Linked DNA regions of Mus musculus: region 1 is linked to region 2. A link is a contact called in public Hi-C data. All regions are on one chromosome and are shown on one strand. The core of a region is the stretch at or near the end of the contact, and the rest is flanking DNA. Distances in the headings are between cores, read along the strand shown.

Region 1 (3,346 bases), core at 686-3,185, 800 kb before region 2:
CGTTGCCTCGCTTTGGGTTTTCTTTATTGTTTCTACTTCCCCTTTTAGTTCTGGTATGGTTTTGTTCATTTCCATCACCTGTTTGGATGTGTTTTCCTGTTTTTCTTTAAGGACTTCTACCTGTTTGGTTGTGTTTTCCTGCTTTTCTTTAAGGGCCTGTAACTCTTTGGCAGTGCTCTCCTGTAATTCTTTAAGTGACTTATGAAAGTCCTTCTTGATGTCCTCTATCATCATCATGAGAAATGTTTTTAAATCTGGGTCTAGATTTTTGGTTGTGTTGGGGTGCCCAGGACTAGGTGGGGTGGGAGTGCTGCGTTCTGATGATGGTGAGTGGTCTTGATTTCTGTTAGTAGGATTCTTACGTTTGCCTTTCGCCATCTGGTAATCTCTGAAGATAGCTGTTATAGTTGTCACTGTTAAGAGCTTGTTCTTCAGGTGACTCTGTTAGCCTCTATAAGCAGACCTGGAGGGTAGCACTCTCCTTAGTTTCAGTGGGCAGAGTATTCTCTGCAGGCAAGCTCTCTTCTTGCAGGGAAGGTACCCAGATATCTGGTGTTTGAACCAGACTCCTGGCAGAAGTTGTGTTCCACTCACTAGAGGTCTTAGGATCCCGTGGGGAATCCTGTGTGGGCCCTTGCGGGTGTCAGGCGACTCCGCTGGCAAGGTAGCCCGGGGCTCGAGTGGAGCGGAAGGGGCTTGTGCCCCAGATCAGGCCCGGGTAGCCTGCTTCCCTATGTACCGCAGTCTCAGGTTCCGCGCGATTTGATTGGGGCAGGCGCTGTGTTCCACTCACCAGAGGTCTTAGGATCCCGTGGGGAATCCTGTGTGGGCCCTTGCGGGTGTTGGGCAAGACTCTGCTGGCAAGGTAGCCCAGGGCTCGCTTGGAGCGGAAGGGGCTTGTCTCAACTTTTTTAACTTGATGGTGATAAGCAGATTCTCAGAGAAGTCCTCATTTGTGTTTCTCTGTTTCTGAATAAGTCTGTGTATTCTTTTTATGTCCCAGAGAGCAGTCTCTAGTTGGAAAAGGTAGGGTTTTTAAGAGATGAGAGTGGACAGGCCAGGAAACTCCGACCCCTTGGGCAAGGTTGGAAGAAGGATGACACGTAGGTTGGCCATGGACAAAAGGCTACTGATTATATTTTTCTTGGGTATTTTTGGCAGAGTCAATCCCCCTTTCTTCATCTCTTGCCCACCCTTAGGATCCACACTTTACCCTCTGGGTACGTCAATCATGGTCTCACTCTTAGGGGCATCTCTGGCTTCATCCAAGGGAGATTCTCTAGGACCACCGTTAGGGTTTACATCTGAAGTGCCCCCAGGCACATGTTTGAATGTGGGCCTCTAGGACAAGGCTTTTGCCTATTCCTAGCTCTGGCTCCAGGCTTGCTTCTGATCTGTTTCTTTCTTCCATTTAATAATAAGGCAGTGCTCACATTTAGGGTGAGTGTTCCCTCTTTAGTTAACGCTTTCTGGAAACATTCCCAGAGACACACCCAGAGGTGTGTTTCCATAGTGATTCGAAATCCAGTCAAGTTGACAATGGGATTTTACCATCACCAATGCGGTTTAGACAGTTAAAAATTCCTGAGTGAAGGGGTCCTTGTGTAACCTCTGCCTCTGGAGGTAACAGCTGGCTCTGTGGAAGATCTGTCCCATGGAGTTTCAGTGGGAGTGAGAATTTCTGCAGATGCAAGACAGAAGAAAAAGTTCTCGGAACTGTAGGAAGGTGTAAGGGTGGTGGTGATCTCCTGGTAGTGTGATTTTTCCATCAGCCAGCATGGGTACATGTAAGCAGGATGGTGCTGCTCATACGCGTCAGGAGTAACATGGTGATTGTGGGCATCTTGTCTTCTGGCAGAGTATAACAAGTGCTTCTGGCAGGCCCAGAGGGTGACGTGTGCCTGGGAGGAGACTCTCCTCCCCCACAGAAGGTGCCGCATCTGCGTCTGAGCATGGAGGAAGGGTGGGAGCAGGTTCCTTGGAGCAAGATGCTGCCAGATGAATGACTCATGGATTTTTTTTTTTTTTTACCAGTATTGGAAAGTAGTTACCACCCCACCACTAATAGCACTAGACATATGCTGGTACCCAGTCACACGTTTCTATTGGGTTCCTGCTGTGTACAGAGGCGTCTCCTGCTTTCAAGTCTACAGTGATATGGGTGTCAGTGATGTAAAAGAAACAGAAGAAGGGATGCCTGTTCTTAGTGAGGTGGCAGCAGTGCACTCTCTAAAGCAGTTGGGCGTGTGAGATTTCTATTGTGACAGATGTGGTATTGTTCGTATAGAGAAACTGAGGCCCAGAGAGGAACAGATGTCAGCAGGATGCTCCTCCCACCATGTTGCATCAAGTACTTGGTGCATCCTGCTTATATCCTACGCAACATAAAATTAAGGAGTTAGAAATCCCAAGGCACCATGTCTGTGCCTGCAGAACACAGGGAATCCTGACTTGTCAGGGACAGACTCTCTGCTGTGTGTGTCAGAGAAAGACAATAACATCTCTGCAGAATGGTCTCACTCTGGTTTCCCTTGGCAGCCTGTCCTAGGGTTCTCTTTCCTCTTCTGCATAGTCAGCTTCAGCTTCTACAGAAGCCCCACCCCTTAGAGAAGCTGCAGAGGTGTACCTTAGAGATATGGGGATGCGCAGAAAATTCAGTTTTTGAAAGAGCTACATTCATCAATGTCCTCTTTTTTTTCATTAATTTATTTCTTTATTCATACTACAACCCAATCAAAGTCCCCTCCCTCCTCTCCTCCCAGTCGCTTCCTCACAAGCACCTCTAGCTATTACCCCTTCCTTTCTCTTCAGTGAAGGTGAAGCCTCCCATGAGTACCAGCCTGCCCAAGTGCATCCTCTCCCTCTGAGGTCAGACAAGGCAGCCCAGCTAGGGGAAGGGATCCAAAGGCAGTCAACAGAGTCAGAGACAGCCTCTGCTCCCATTGTTGGGGGACTCACATGTAGACCAAGCTACACATCTGCTACATATGTCCAGGGGACCTAGGTCCAGCCCATGCATGCTTTTTGGTTGGTGGTTCAGTCTCTGTGAGCCCCCATGGGCTGTTATGCTAGACTCCTGTCTGCAAGCATAGCAGAGTATCATTCGTAGTGTCAGGGGTTGGCTCTCTCCCGTGGGATGGGTCTCAAGTTGGGCCAGTCATTTGTTGGTGTCTAATTCCTTGAGTTCTTTTTGGATATTAGTCTTCTGTCAGAGGTAGGGTTGGTGAAGAACTTTTCCTATTGTGTAGGCTGCTGTTTTATCCTATTGATGGTGTCCTTAGTTGCAAAAGATTTTTAGTTTCATGAGATCTTATTTAACAATTGTTGATCTTTGTGTTTGAGCTAT
Region 2 (3,330 bases), core at 382-2,881:
GACGATGCTCACCTGTGCAAAGTGTGCTTGCATTTTATTACAAGTATATCTTGCATCACAGGTACACACGCATACAGCTGTGCCTCCTCTTGTGCCCTATTGAGACACCCAGTCTCTGGGTGTCTCAAATATCTATGGTCTGTCTACATGAACAGACAGGGGACCAGAGGGCTGCCAAAATGCCCCTAACTCACCAAGACCCCCTGCAGGTCGGGAAGTGTACTGGCTGGTTTGTGTGTCAACTTGACACAGCTGGAGTTATCACAGAGAAAGGAGCCTCCCTTGAGGAAATGTCTTCGTGAGATTCAGCTGTAAGGCATTTTCTCAATTAGTGATCAAGTGGGGCAGTCCCCTTGTGGGTGGGACCATCCCTGGGCTGGTAGTCTTGAGTTCTATAAGAGAGCAGGCTGAGCAAGCCAGGGGAAGCAAGCCAGTAAGGAATATCCCTCCATGGCCTCGGCATCAGCTCCTGCTTCCTGACCTGCTTGAGTTCCAGTCCTGACTTCCTTGGTGATGAACAGCAATGTGGAAGTGTAAGCTGAATAAATCCTTTCCTCCCCAACTTGCTTCTTGGTCATGATGTTTGTGCAGGAATAGAAACCCTGACTAAGACAGGGAGGTACATGTTTCTAAGGGTTCCCCTTATCTTCCTTTTCTCTCTTCCCTCTCTGGTATCTTCCAGAAATAGTCCCCTTCCTCCTGCTTCTCCACAGAGTCAGATAGAGAAGTATGCTTGACAAGAATTCAGAGCTGCAGTCCTTAAAGCAGAAAGGCCTAGAAACCAATGCCAGCCACCCATTCTGTGGATGGGCATACTGAGGCTCAAAGACACAAAGGATTTTTTCTCCTATGTGCCCAGAGAGGTCCTTGCAGAGCCAAGACCACAGCTTGGTTTCCCCCATCCTATCACACCACCTTGTCTTCAGTGCAGGAAACCTTCCTCCCACTCAGGTCAGAGCTGCGGTGTAGTGTTGCTGATGAGCATGGCTGTTCAAGGAGATGGTCGCAGCATCTGCAGGTGATGCTCACACTAACTGTCTCAAGGACATGGTGACCAGGTAGCCTTCCTCCTCAAGGAGCAGAAAGAAGGCAGCAGCAGGGATTGGAATGGGACGGTCTGCCTGTCAGTCAACCTAGTCCCCTGAGTCCCCCAGACATGGCTCTGGCATGCCAGAGGGCTGAGGCCAGTATGCTCTACGAAAGAACTGAGAGAAAGGTACAAACCCAGGCTTGAGCCCTGGAAGGGACTTTAGAGATGATCAATTTTTAAATAATCTCCGCTTCATATTCAGAAACTTGACACACAAGGGCTTGGTGACCTGCCCAAAGAAACATGGAGAGATCGCCAAGTTTATAAACCCTGCCCCTCCACCCCACTCCCACCCTATTAGGAATTGATGCTTCTCTGCTCCTCTGGGAACAGTCTGACCTGTGCTCAGATGAAATGCTAATCCTGAGCGACTCACCGATGTGGTCAGTACGCTCTGAAGCCCCGCCCCCTCTTCTCCGTTTTCTTCCCCAAGCCACTCTGCTTCCTTAAAGGCAGAACAGATGAGGAAGGCACACACACAGATGTGCCAGGATCTGCAGCTGGCAGGCTCGGAAGCCCTCTCTCTTAAGCATTGCTCCACCCTAGCCTGCACCAGTAGCAAAGAAGTAAAGACCTCGCGGATGAATGAGAACGGGGCGGTGGGAAACCCAATTCGTTCTCCAAGGACACGAGCGCCCTCTGCTGTTCGCATGATGAATTACGGATTCGGACTAAACCGCATGAACGCAGCAGCTAAGTCTCACCAAATCAAGAGGGTTGCAGCCACCACCACCACCACCACCACCACCACCACCACCACCACCACCAACAACAACAACAACAACAACAACAACAACAACAACAACAACAACAACAACAACAACAACAACACATAACTAAAGAAAAGACCAATAAAAGTGAGACCCAAAGTGGAATCTGGGAGGAGAAAAGCTGCCTGAGTTCTTCTATGTGGACCTTCGAGCAAAGTTCAAGGTCCTGCCCATTCCCCATTTACCCGCTTTGTGCTCCCCAGGTATTTTCTAGTTTGATTTCAAAGCAAGCTGTGTAGTGATTTGGGGGTAGGGGGAGCCTACTTACTCCACAACCTCTTGAGTTCTGAGAGTTTATAAATATTCACCTTGGCAACTTTGAGCACAGATCAAAGCTACAGTAGATAGGATGAAGGACTAGAACGCTGGGATACAGCTCCATGGCTGTCACTTCCTACTCGTGTTGGACCTTTCTGTGCCTCGCTCTCCTCATCTGTAGAATGGGTCTTCTGAGTCCTAGGGAATTCCCTTAGGTAACAGATGGTGCAGTTTTGGCAAGCCAGGGTGGAGAGATCCGATTCAGGCCCCCGACCCTTATCAGTTTTCTTCCCTGTTTTGTGAGCAGTAGTGAGGTAAAGGGGTTACAGAGATAGGACACTGTCTTGCTCCATTTCTCCACATGGGTGACCACAGAGCAAGGCCTCTGGTAATTCTATTGCAGCCTTGGCGATTTACTGAGCTCCTATTAGTAGGCAAGGCCTGCTGTGTAAATTCTGCGGGCTCCTGAGGACTGGTGCTCAGGAAGACAGGAGGGCACAGAGTAGAGATCCCAGAACAGCATAGGAGCCTTGAGATTGGAGCCTGGGAGGCCAAGGACAGGCCAGCTTCCTCTGAGTCTAGCATTTCCCGAGGCCAGCCCTGAAATGACTTTCCTTGTCTAAAAGGTCAAGGTCATGGGCTTGGGGGTGTAGTGCTGTAAGGCAGAGCGCTACCATGTGTGTCTCCCGACAGCTGCTCTGTCTCCTGGTCTCAGTGACAACACAGCCGTTAAGGAGACCTCGCCCGTGATCGGTGTGGAGGATGCGCGTACATTATCATATGATCATGGCATTCGTCAGCGATCCCTTTCCTATTTTCTGCATGAGGCTCCCTTATTTGAATGTGTTTCCTCAACAGAAATGAGAACTCTTCTTTGTCCCTTCTTCGGTCCCAGAGCTGTGGTGGGGCGGGGATATCCCAGGTGCATCTGCGAGGAAGCTTCCAGAGGGACCCAGAATGCTATTACTGAAGGCTAAATGTTCCGTGGCTAAAAGCTGCTGTAGCAATCTTGGCATCCACTCTGTTTGAATGGGTACATTACTGTAATGTCCCATTGCTGCCGTCAGCACGCAGAGGGCTGGGCTATTTGTAACCGCTGAGACGCCTGAGCAGCAACATAAAGATCAAATGGTAGAGACTTCCTCTGCCTCAGCTGAGACAACCAGGCTCAGGGCTTTGAATTTGGCCGGCCACCTACCTCAGAAGCTGTGG

What was found. A called contact is a pair of places that touch in the nucleus more often than the background predicts.
Region 1: a Hi-C map of cerebral cortex shows a contact between it and region 2, with 3 times the contacts expected there. The contact joins two enhancer-like sites. A contact is called at or near these places in 4 of 484 Hi-C or Micro-C datasets (the HL-1 cell line, cerebellum, cerebral cortex and 1 more) and 1 of 115 datasets of contacts at active chromatin or transcription factors (embryonic basal ganglia).

Annotation. Positions count from the first base shown.
Region 1 is chr6:32,738,125-32,741,470 of GRCm38.p6, reverse strand. No RefSeq gene overlaps it. Among named protein-coding and RNA genes, the nearest start is that of Gm32007, 83 kb to the right of the region's middle. Within about 2 kb of position 1,935, at least 11 of the 459 cell types and tissues checked have an H3K27ac peak or open chromatin away from gene starts, as enhancers often do. A contact at or near this core is called in cerebral cortex, where this site is marked.
Region 2 is chr6:31,936,747-31,940,076 of GRCm38.p6, reverse strand. No RefSeq gene overlaps it. Among named protein-coding and RNA genes, the nearest start is that of Gm31894, 80 kb to the left of the region's middle. Within about 2 kb of position 1,631, at least 46 of the 459 cell types and tissues checked have an H3K27ac peak or open chromatin away from gene starts, as enhancers often do. A contact at or near this core is called in cerebral cortex, where this site is marked.